Linked DNA regions of Mus musculus: region 1 is linked to region 2. Evidence: chromatin contacts called from public HiChIP or PLAC-seq data. All regions are on one chromosome and are shown on one strand. Each heading gives the region's core, a stretch centred on a gene start, on an enhancer-like site or on the middle of the called end of the contact. The rest is flanking DNA. Distances are from core to core; before and after follow the strand shown.

Region 1 (5,499 bases), core at 1,537-4,036, 170 kb before region 2:
GTGCCAGGCCAGCCTGGTCAACAGATGGAGTGCCAGACCAGGGCAGCCAAAGCTATACAGAGAAACCCTGTCTTGAAAAACGACCAAACCAACCCAAAGAGTTGATTTACTAAAATGATAAGCAGGGTGTCATTGCTTCTTCTTTTTGTGAACTCCGTGTTATAAAACTCATTCTTGTTAACACACATTAGCTTCACACACAGAGGAATCAGCCCAGCCAGATAGACTATGAACGTAGGGTTTCCATCTTGCTGTAAAACCAACAAAATGCCTGTCACACAAAGCCACTTGGGTGCCTGTTCAAAGGAACAGATGTTGTCAGGAGCCACTGGCCCAAAGGCCCACAATGGCCGCTCTGTGCTTGCCTGTCTCTACTTCATCTCATGACTTTCATCATATGTAAAGCCCACTCATGGCAATTGGCCGGGACCATTCTAAACAGTTCTACTGTGAAACACTTGCATTTTAATGTCCTTGAAGGTCAAGAAAAAATCCTCATATCTTTTAAGAAGTCATTTGGTCATTATGTCATTGAATCGAGATTTTTCAGGACCGAGTTAAAGATTATTTCTTTGCTAGGTTGTTTTGTGTCCGAGTTTCTCAAAATCCTCGTGAGTGAGGGAAGGAAGGGCAGAGGTCACCCTAGGGTCCTGCTCTGGTCAGAATGTGTTTTTCCTATTTATTTAAATCTGGGTTCTCTGTATTCATGTCTTTTCTGTGATCCACTCTGTTTATTTTTTTGGTCCTGCCCAGCTAAAGTTGGGATGAATTCGGCTCATTATGTTTCTTCCTCCTTTTCTGACATCACAAGCGTTGGCTGCATCCTGGGACCGTTTCTAACGTCCCTCCTACCACATAGCTCAAAATACTTTCTAATATAAATAGTTTGCAAGAGTTATTTAGTACCGCGTTTTTAAGGTATTTTTTAGACTTTATGTATATTTATATGTATGTGCCGTGTGTGTGTGTGTGTGTGTGTGTGTGTGTGTGTGTGTGTGTCCATCCTCTGAGGTCAGAAAAGGACATTAGTCCTCAACATGAGGCCTGAGAACTGAACTCAGGTCTTCTGGAAGAACAGCAAGAACTCTTAACAGCTGAGCCATCTCTCTAACCCCAGGACTCAGTTCTTATGGCTATATGGGTGGATTCTTCTAATTATCTTTGTTGGCATTGTAAGTATTGAAATGTGCTAAGACTTGCTTTGTGACCCAGTATGTCAGCCGTTTCCATCTCTCTTTATAAAATGAAAAGAATGTTTGTCGTGTATAGATGGAATCTGGGTAGGTAGCTCAGGATGGCCTTGCATCCTCCTGTCTTCTAGCTCAGCCTCCTGAGTACCAAGGTTATGGGAGAGCTCCACCATGCCTGATCAGTGGAACGTATGTTATGAGGTTGCTTTATCCTGGTATACTGTAGTGTAAACACTGCTGAGATCACATCTTTAACCATGTTGCTGAAGTCCTCTGCAGTCCATCTGATTGTGAAGTCTGGAAGGAGGGGTTTAGAGTTGATCGCTTTACCGAAGTCGTGACATCCGAGTGGTATGATCCGGTGTAATAGCTCCAGGAAAGTAGAGGAAGCCAGGTGACCATCAAGATGGGCATGGTGGGTTGGCAGTAGGTCAGCGTGGGCAGCAATGGGTCTGTACTAGGGAAGGGCCAGAAAGAAATGGTGGTTTTGCTGTTGGAAGTAAGGAGACTCTGCAAGACTGGCTAGATATGAGTGTCAGGAGGCGGGAGGAGCCAGCAGTGCCTGAGAGCAGAGTTTTGTGCCTGTGAATGGGCCTTTGAGAGAGAGTTCACTGTGGGGATTCCACAGGCTCAGTAGCTTTCAGGTGCACAGTGGCGCGACGTGGTCGCTTGGGTTGTGTGTGTCTACTGGCTATTGACAAGCAGTCGGGTGCTGTAAGGAAGGTAGTAGGCTTACCCTCTACAGCATGCAACATCCTTCTGGAATGTTGCAGTAAGAAGAAAATGAGATGCATTTGGGGGGGAGGGTGGTCAAGCAAACTCACTGCAGAGCTTGGTGGGGTGGGAGGGGATGGGGACATCACTTGACTCTACAGTCACAGCTCAAGAGCTGTTAGACTTTTCCCCTCAGCTGGCTGCTGTCCTCCAGACTAAAGCAGTCTGGGCAGATGAAGATTCACTAAGATGATGAATGAATGACCTTGGCCTTGTTCTCCTTGCTCAAAGGTAAACACAGGAAACACCAAAAACATTGAGACCTGGTTGTATTTCTGGTCTTTTGAGTTTTTTTTCCAATGCTTGCTCTTCACCCCTGCAACCCTGAGAAGAGTCGGTTTCTTAGTACCTTCTGCTCCCCCTAGCCTCCCTTACTGCAGAGACCCTAGACTGGACAAGGACAGTAGATATTTCCAAGTGGTAATGACCCTCAGACCTATGGCTGTGCTCAGCGCTGTCAGTCTGCTCGAGCTCAAGGGTCCCTATCTCAGGGACCATTTCCGGCCAGGTGGAGATTGTCTCTGCTCCCGCCTTTAGATCAACAGTTAACGTCCAGGAGGCGTGTGGAACCAAGGTTTCACCTGCTCTCTCCTGCTACTTTGGCCTCGTAGAAGATCCTGCTTAGCTTCCTCACACACAGAATGTGAGAGACAACAGCCTTCAGAAAGCTAAACGTACAGTTTCTTAGCCTTTAGAGTTATAGCAACACATACAAAAGGTGTCTCCTGGAAGTGCACGGTGGTAAGTCACCACCTCCCCGCCACACCGTGAGGGCCCACGTGCTGCCCGCTGCCATCCCTGCCCAGACGGGCACAGTTCCAGAGCCTTCTCACAGGCTGGGGAGTTCTGAACTGTGTGGGTGAATCAGCACTTCCTATCCTGCACGCCCTCACCTTGCTGACTCCTGAAGGCTGGTGTGCGCCAGCCCCTCCCCTTTCCTTGGAGCTGTGATTCACTCGGGTCAGGACCCAGTTTGAGCTGAGTCAAGTGGGTGGGATCCACAGGAAGGATGCAAGAATTAGCCTGCCTTCACTGCCTGGGCCAGCTCGCTTAGCCTGACTCCAGCCTGAGTCCAGGAGCATAGCTGAAACACAGGCATCTCTTTACCTTTGCTGGGCTCTGCTGCTTGCGCGCTGGCCCCTGTTGTCAGCACTCTCTGTGGGTCTGCACTGTGCACTGCGGGGTCACTAGATGCATGCTAACTGTTTGACTTTTTGAGACTTACTACATTGGAGTTCGACCTGTGTATCTATCTGAAAGCCTGACTTTTATGCTATTAGTTATTTAGATATTTATATAATTGTGTTACTGTTAAAGGCCACATGTTATTAAATGGTTTTCAAAGCCTTTGGCCCTTGTGGTGGTTTGGTTACGGTTTTTGAGATAGGTTCACATATAGCCCAGGCTGGCCTTCAATTCACTATGGAGCTGGGGCCTTGGTTCTGATCCTCCTGCCTCAGCCTTCCAAGTACTGGGACTACAGGTGTGGGTCACTACATCTAGCCTTCCTAGTTTTTGTTTTGCGACAGGGTCTTGTTATATAGTTTAGGCTGGTTTCTGACTTGTGCTTCTCTCTCTCTCTCTCTCTCTGCTTATGACTTTGGACGCTTTGAGTCTTTCCCCATGCTATTTGATGTAATGGTATCTTCTAAAAGCTGAGTGTGTTTGTGAGACGGCCGACTTGCCAGCAAGAAAGACGCCACAACAGGATCCTTCTGCAACACGTTTATTGGGAGATCATGGACTGCTTAGGTGAAAGACCCCAAGCCCAGAACTGGTGCTGCTTATATAGGCCTAGGAGAGGCGTGTCTCACACCTGGATTGGTTATGCATTTACTACCTCATTTGCATGTCTCACATCCTATTGGTTATAATCTCAGTACCTCACATAACCTCATTAACATGCCTGGGCCAGGCAGTGACCTGGCAAAAAACTTTACTGCATATGTACACATTGGTTGTTTACCCAACCTTATGCGTGGTGGTCAGCAGTAGCCAGCACCACCTTGTAATGGCATATGTGGCTTCCCACATGTGTTCACTCTTCTGGTTTCCTAACCTTGCTCTTGAGTTGACCTGGACTTAATCACTGAAGACATGAAGAGAAATGGGGTGGGCGATCTCTCTTGAAATCTGTTCTTAGATTCTTGCCACACTCAGCCACCTGAGCGAATCCCCTTGCAGGGGTTGCATTGATTGACTGTCTGCACAAATGGCTGCGCCTGTTAACTCAGTACATTGGAAGCATGCTCCTCATTGTTGTCTCTCTGGTCTTTTAGAATATTTTACTGAACTCATTTGATGTTTAGGATTCTGAGATAGGTAATCTGCAAAGAAAGTCAGAAAATTAACTACCTTACAGGGTCACATTTTCTTTTTTCCTTTTTCTTTTTCCAAGACAGATTTCTCTGGGTAGCCCTGGCTGCCCAGGAACTCATACTGTAGATGTGGCTGGGCTTGAACTCAGAGACTTGCCTGCAAGTAAAGGCATGTGTCACCATGCCTGGTTTGGCACTTTATTATTATATCCAAGTACACTGTAGCTGTCTTCAGACACACCAGAAGAGGGCGTCAGATCTTGTTACAGATGGTTGTGAGCCACCATGTGGTTGCTGAGATTTGAAGGGGGTAGGGCTGTGTGTATACATCTATGATATATGCAGTAGTGACACTTTTTGAAAATATATTTATTTTTATTTATCTGTGTATTTGTATGTGCCTGTGTATATGTGCACAGTGTGTGTGTGTGTGTGTGTGTGTGTGTGTGTGTGTGTGTGTGTGTGTGTGAATGCCCACAAAGGCCAGAGGTCATTGTATCCTCTGGAACTAGAGTTTAGCCAGTTGTGAGCCACCTGATGTAGGTGCCAGGAACCAAACCTGGTTTCTGTGGAAGAGCAATAAGTGCTCTTAACCGCGGATGCCTTTGTTCCTACAAGTTATATGGACATGACCTCCTTGCTAGGGTCACCTTCAGTATTTTCTATCTTCCGTAGGACTTGCAGTACCTTTGGGCCTCAGACACCCATCAGGCTTAGAGATATCCCTCATGCCTCTGACCATCGTAGCTCTGGTCCCCAGGTGCAGTGACCTGGAGAAGGAGCCTGTTTTGTGGTAGCTCAGGCAGCCGGGCCAGGGAAGCCTAAGGGAAGATGTACCAGAGCCTAAGAGTGGAGGCCCTCGGGGCAAAGGAAGATGCCAGACTGACTTTACCAAGTCCCAGCACCAGTGTCTTTTGTAATGCTTCTATTCCTTCATAAAAGTCATTCAGAAGCCGGGCCTGGTGGCGCACGCCTTTAATCCCAGCACTTGGGAGGCAGAGGCAGGCAGATTTCTGAGTTCGAGGCCAGCCTGGTCTACAGAGTGAGTTCCAGGACAGCCAGGGCTACACAGAGAAAACCCTGTCTCAAAAAACCAAAAAGAAAAAAAAAAAAAAGTCATTCAGATGCGGTGGGTGCCCGACTCTAATTCAGGCACTCAGGAGGCAGAGGTAGATGGATCTCCATGAGTTCAAGGCCAGCCTGGTCTACATAGCAAA
Region 2 (5,896 bases), core at 1,814-4,313:
ACCCGACTATGACAAATCATAGAATTATGAATCTCAGCGGGAAGCTCTGATAATGGCTAAGCACTTGCAACATAACGTTAACTTACTGGCACACTCTGGCTGAACGTACGGAGACAATGTAATGTTTAAGGTAACAGCACAATCTTATTTAAGGGTATTAATCATTATATGCAACAAAAATTTATGGAATTTGAATTTTGTGATTTGAAGTAACAAGATATTTCAAGATTATAAGAACATACAATTCTCAGACAACAAAAATGACATCAGAATTTATAACTAAAGTGTTCCTTACAAAACTAAAATTCTTCCATAGAATCAACTCACTCTTTATCTGACAAATCCATGAATGATCATCATTTATAAGCTCATCAGGGTCCCAAACTTTCACGACTCACCAATATTCACTTTTTAGTTTATGTAAATAACTACCACACTAATAAACAGTAACAGTCAGTGACAAATTAAGACAAATCCTGTTTCTGAAGATGGTAAAACAGATTCCCAAAAAGATCTGCAAGTCTTGGTATCAGAACCAAATTTCAGCTAACAAACTTATAACTAAAGTCCAGGCAGGAATACCACTTGAGCAAACAGAACAGGTGTTCAAGTCAGCCTTAAGTCTGCGTCCCAGCTTTGTATCTTACTAGCTATGGAAATCAGGCAACTTAACTTCTGTTTATTTTAATTATTTGCCAATAAAATGAAGCTGTTGCTGCCCATCTTAAAGAATTACTAACCTATAGCACAGTAGCCACCATAAAGAGAGACACTAAATGCTGGGTAGTGATGGCACACACCTTTAATCCCAGCACTTGGTAGGCAGAGACAGGAGGATTTCTGAGTTCGAGGCCAGCCTGGTGTACAGAGTGAGTTCCAGGACAGCCAGGACTACACAGAGAAACCCTGTCTCGAAAAACAAAACAAAAGGAAAAAAAGAAAGAAAGAAAGACACTAAATGACAGCTCTCTTTCAGGCCTGACGCTGAAAAGGCCATTACTAGATGAGTGATCTTTAGGATTAAACAGACTATGGGGCTCTACCCTCCAAGCTTCAGGGTTACGCTGAGTGTTAGACAATACAAGCTGCCCAACACTACCCAAGTGCTTCCGTAGCTACCCAGGGCTCGTTTCCACTATGTTCACACTCACAGGACTGTGTAAACCAAGTACACTAGCAAACAAACACAAAACTGGGCAGTGGTAGCGCATGCCTTTAATCCCGGCACTTGGGAGGCAGAGGCAGGCGGATTTCTGAGTTCGAGGCCAGCCTGGTCTACAGAGTGAGTTCCAGGACAGCCAGGGCTAGACAGAGAAACCCTGTCTCAAAAAACAAAGAAAGAAAGAAGAGAAGAGAAGAGAAGAGAAGAGAAGAGAAGAGAAGAGAAAAGAAACACAAATCCAATGACAATACACTTGTAATCTGTCAATTTAAATTCAATAAATTAAATCTAATAAAAGCACTAGATTCTTATTTAATAACAGCTAAATAATTCACCTAGAGTGTCTCCAAATTTCCCATGTAATATTATATTAAAGAAGTGAATATAAAAATTAGTGGTCTTGAAATTGAAATAGAATCAACTTTTACAAACTACTCTGCTAAGTACTCAGACAGCCCTTAAAAGGAAAGTATGATTGAAAACCACCTTTCTAGCTCCCAAAATACCGCTCCCGGCACTTGGTCTGTATTATTTTAGTTGCCTTTCTAAGTACATTCTAAACTTCCAAAAGAAAGTAAAAACTGTTTTACTAGTAAGACAGACTCTAATGCAGTGTCCTGGAGAGAGGACAGAGAACGGAGGTGTCCCCTAATACAGCTATAAGTTTGCTAAGTACCATATGGTCTATGTATGAAATCACAATCAGACTGCTCTGAAAACACTACAGAGTAAGAGAATGCTGGTTTACCTTTCAAGTCTGTGTTTTGAACTCAAAATGTTCTAAAGGTAGAACAGCACAGAGATATCTTCCGGTTTCTGAGTTTATTCTTTTACAAAATCCTTATATATGTACGAGACTTATTCAAATTTTTTCAGAGATTTCACCACAGCTCAAAAGTGGCTTTCCTGACGATCTGTACGACTTTTATGAACCCCTAAAAACTATGACAAATGAGAAGGGTCAGTAACAGTCTTATTTTCATCTAATGTGTCAATCGGTACATTTAAGGTTTTCTAAGAGCAAGGCTATTCGCTTCCATGCGTACCCCCAAACCTGTAAGCAGCCTCTGCTAGGCTTCTCTTTAGTTCAACAGTACTTGCTTGTAAGGGAAGTAATGAAAGCCTTGAGTTCGAGTCGAACAGTCAACCATCCTACCTGATTAAAAGGAAGTAAACCCGAACAGCCCCGTTGCCCCCCATCCGCAGGTCCGCTCCAAGCCTCTTCCCCTGCACACGCATCACCCACAAATCTCCCACAAACCCCCGCTGGGTCTCAGGGTCCCACCATTGACACACTTCCCGTCCACAACTCCTATTCCGTGGGGACATCTAAGCCCCAAGCCTAACTTCTCATCCCACACTCCCTCAGACTGCAGCCTCTCCAGCTCGACTGCCTACTCCACATCTTCCCCGCTCCCTCGTCCACGCTTCCCTCCGGACCGCCGAGCTCGCCCCAAGCCTCTCCTCGCACTCTTCCACGCCCCCGAACACCTTCCCCCTCCACGGCAGGCTCCTCCGCCTCCAGCCCCGACGCTGGGCCCAGGCATGCGGGGCAGACACCTCTTCTATCGCCCCTCACGCCGGCCTCGGCCGGGCCGAGACATCCCCCCCACATTGACCGGAGCCTCCGGGAGAGGGGTCTGAGGAGGACGACGTCCGATCCGCTCGTCCCTCCACTGCTCGCCGCCCCCGGAGAGCTGGAGTGCGGAGTCGCCTCTCGGGTCCCTCGGGGAGCAGGAGTCCGGACCGGTAGCCCTCCGCACCAGCTCGTCCCTATCGTCGGAGTGGAGGGGGAAGGAGGATCCCCGGAACTCACCTAGTGCCTGTTGTCAACATTAGCCCCGGGTTTCCCAGCACCAACTCCAGCGCTCGGGCTCCCCTCCCCTCCCCCCGCCGCTCTCGCAGACGAGGGCCCGCCTTCCCTCCGCTCCCCTCCTCCCTCCGCCCGTCGGCCCGCCCGCCCGCCACTCACCAACGCGGCCGGGCTGCTAGGGGGGCGGGGCGGAGCGCAGAGGGAAAAGGAAAAGGCTGCCCGCACGACTGCCTAGTCCAAATGGACCTTCGTCTCCGGTCCCTCGCTATGTGTTCAATCCCTCGTCTGGGTTAAGAAGTGATCAATCTATACCTAATCTCGAGGATGTGCTTCTCCTTCAGATATTCGTTGAAATTCTCCTATCTGTAAATTTTTATGTACAGGCAATGAATAGGACAACCGCTTCCAGCACCTCCAATCAGGGCCCCAGCAGAGGGGAGGAGTGTTCCAAGGACCGGAGGCGGGAAGTGGATTGGTCGTCAGGAAAGGGAAAGCGCCTGAATTGGAGATGCGCAGGCGCAAGCGATTCACGGCTGGGGGCGGGGGTGGGGGGAGCGAGAATGAGACGGGGCGGAACTCTAAGGAGGCATAGAAGAGTGGTGGGATAGTAGAATTACGGGGCGCTGTCGAGGTCAAGGTTGGTAACTTAGTTCTCCGAAGGTTGCCTGATGCGAACGTGAGGAACGGGTTCAAGAAGGCAAACTTTGATTGGACTAATACCGAAAGGTTGAAGGTTTAAAAAATCGAAAAGCTAAAGAACATGGCTGTTGAGGAAGGTAGAGGTAGAGTAGACTGGTGGGGGAATTTCCAGAACCGGTTTAAGGTGTTGGACATGAAAAACAGCTAAAATAGAGAGCAATCAAGGCTTTTCCCATTTGGAAAATATAGAAAGCCCTCTATTGTAAGTATTATAACTTTCACAGTGGAATGAAATCGCCCCGTTTTTAAAGGGATGGGGTTACGAACTTGAACCAAATTGACTGTGAAGTGCATTATCAGCTGCTCAACCTGTTTTCCCAAGTGGATATAATGTGCTTCTGACCTCCGATTCGTGTTCAGATTGTGGTCTGCTTAGATGTACATATGGTTCTGCTCTGGTTGGCCCATAGCCAAAGGAACAAAGGTGCAAAACAAGTCTGGATTCATCAGTGTTCAAGCCCGTACAATGATCTGCTACCAACCTTAGTGCTTGAGATGTCTTTGCCCCCTTTTTATTCAGCCTTTGCCCATTTGCTTTCTCCCTGCCCACTTCATTATTAGCAAGTAAATTCTCTTTCAAATTGTGCACCTCCTGGGTTAATTTTTTCTTGTTCAAAACAACCAATAGGTCAATCACGTAAAGGGCACCGAAGGAGGGAGAGGTGAATGCTGCCACTCTATGCCATTGATAAGTAATTATGAGAAGCTTTTTGTTTTTTGTTTTTCGAGACAGAGTTTCTCTGTGTAGCCCTGGCTATCCTGGAACTCACTTTGTAGACCAGGCTGGCCTCAAACTCAGAAATCCGCCTGCCTCTGCCTCCGGAGTACTGGGATTAAAGGCGTGCGCCACCACGCCCGGCTTTTTTTATTTTTTAATATTTATTTATTATTATACCTAAGTACACTGTAGCTGTCTTCAGATGCACCAGAAGAGGGTGTCAGATCTCATTACGGATGGTTGTGAGCCACCATGTGGTTGCTGGGATTTGAACTCAGGACCTCTGGAAGAGCAGTCAGTGCTCTTAACCACTGAGCCATCTCTACAGCCCGAGAAGCTTTTTCTATAACACACAACTGAGGACCACTTCCAAGTCGCAGGTCTCCTTTTCTTATTTTGTCTGTCTTACCCTGCTCCAGATCTGGTGGTGTGGTGGTTCACATCTGTAATTCAGCACAAGAGGATTGCTACAAATTAGAGGCCATCCTAGCACACAGCAAAATCCTATCTCAGAACAAGAAAGTATTTATTTCCTGGATCTAGAATGTAGTTTACAGCATTGCCTTATCTTGCATGAAGCCCTGGGCTCTAACTCAGGACCCCACTTAAAAACTGAGAAAAACTGGGGGCTGGAGAGACGGCCCAAGAGTTAAAATTACCTGCTGCTGTTGCAGATAGCTGGGTTCAGTTCCTAGCACCCACATGGTAGCTCACAACCAACCAACTGTATAACTCTAGACCCAGGCGCTCTGGTACCCTCTACTGGTGTCTGCAGTGCACATGTATACATACACACACCCACACAGTTTTCTTTTAACTTTTAAAAAAGGAAGAAAAAAGAGATCTATCCCTGTATTGATGAACAAGTTCTCATCCTAAACAAGTCAACCCCTGTCTAAGAACACCCCAGGTGTTCTTAGGAACTCTTGTCATCACAGGGAACAAACAAGAGGAGGCGCTAAGGATCAGCTCAATGGTAGAGCATTTGCTGAGCATGCAAACAACCCTGGGTTTGCTCCCCAGCACTAACTCATAATATGTTTAGTACACTAAACACTAAGCCTGTGTTATCCAGCTAGATACAATGAAGTGAGCAGATGAGACATGGGAAGGAACTCTGCCCGAGATGAAAATTTAATCATTGACTTAAACATTACAGGTGCTGCTCCATTTAGAACAGTCTTGCATCTTCTTTACACCTGTTTTAAATTCAACCCAAACTGAAACTATTTCAGCCACCTAACCTACTAAACAACCTAGCTCTGCAGTACAGTGTGCTTAGAGTATTAGTTATTATCTCTCATGAGCACTTAACGTAGCTAACTAGGGCCATGCAGGCCAATTTTGCTATCACAAGGCAAAAAAAAAAAAAAAAAAATTCAAACTGAGTTTTTACTGAATGTAAGTTTACTTTTGTACTATCATAAAGTCAAAAATCCTAAGTTAAACTGTAGTTACATAAGGAACCATTCTTACAACCATAAGAATAGGTACAATTGCCAAA

Evidence for each region. HiChIP or PLAC-seq counts read pairs in DNA pulled down with a chosen protein or histone mark.
Region 1: a FOXA1 HiChIP or PLAC-seq map of pancreatic cancer cells shows a contact between it and region 2. The contact joins the enhancer-like site here to the promoter of Upf2 in region 2. A contact is called at or near these places in 2 of 39 promoter capture datasets (embryonic stem cells and frontonasal cranial neural crest), 2 of 115 datasets of contacts at active chromatin or transcription factors (embryonic stem cells and pancreatic cancer cells) and 1 of 9 other capture datasets (adipose tissue).

What each region holds. Positions count from the first base shown.
Region 1 is chr2:6,115,803-6,121,301 of GRCm38.p6, reverse strand. The region is part of intron 1 of Proser2 (proline and serine rich 2); the gene reads left to right. Among named protein-coding and RNA genes, the nearest start is that of Proser2, 12 kb to the left of the region's middle. Within about 2 kb of position 2,786, at least 68 of the 459 cell types and tissues checked have an H3K27ac peak or open chromatin away from gene starts, as enhancers often do. A contact at or near this core is called in pancreatic cancer cells, where this site is marked.
Region 2 is chr2:5,948,636-5,954,531 of GRCm38.p6, reverse strand. Upf2 (UPF2 regulator of nonsense transcripts homolog (yeast)) reads right to left here and starts at 3,063. Exons shown (of 22, transcript NM_001081132.1): 1 at 2,979-3,063.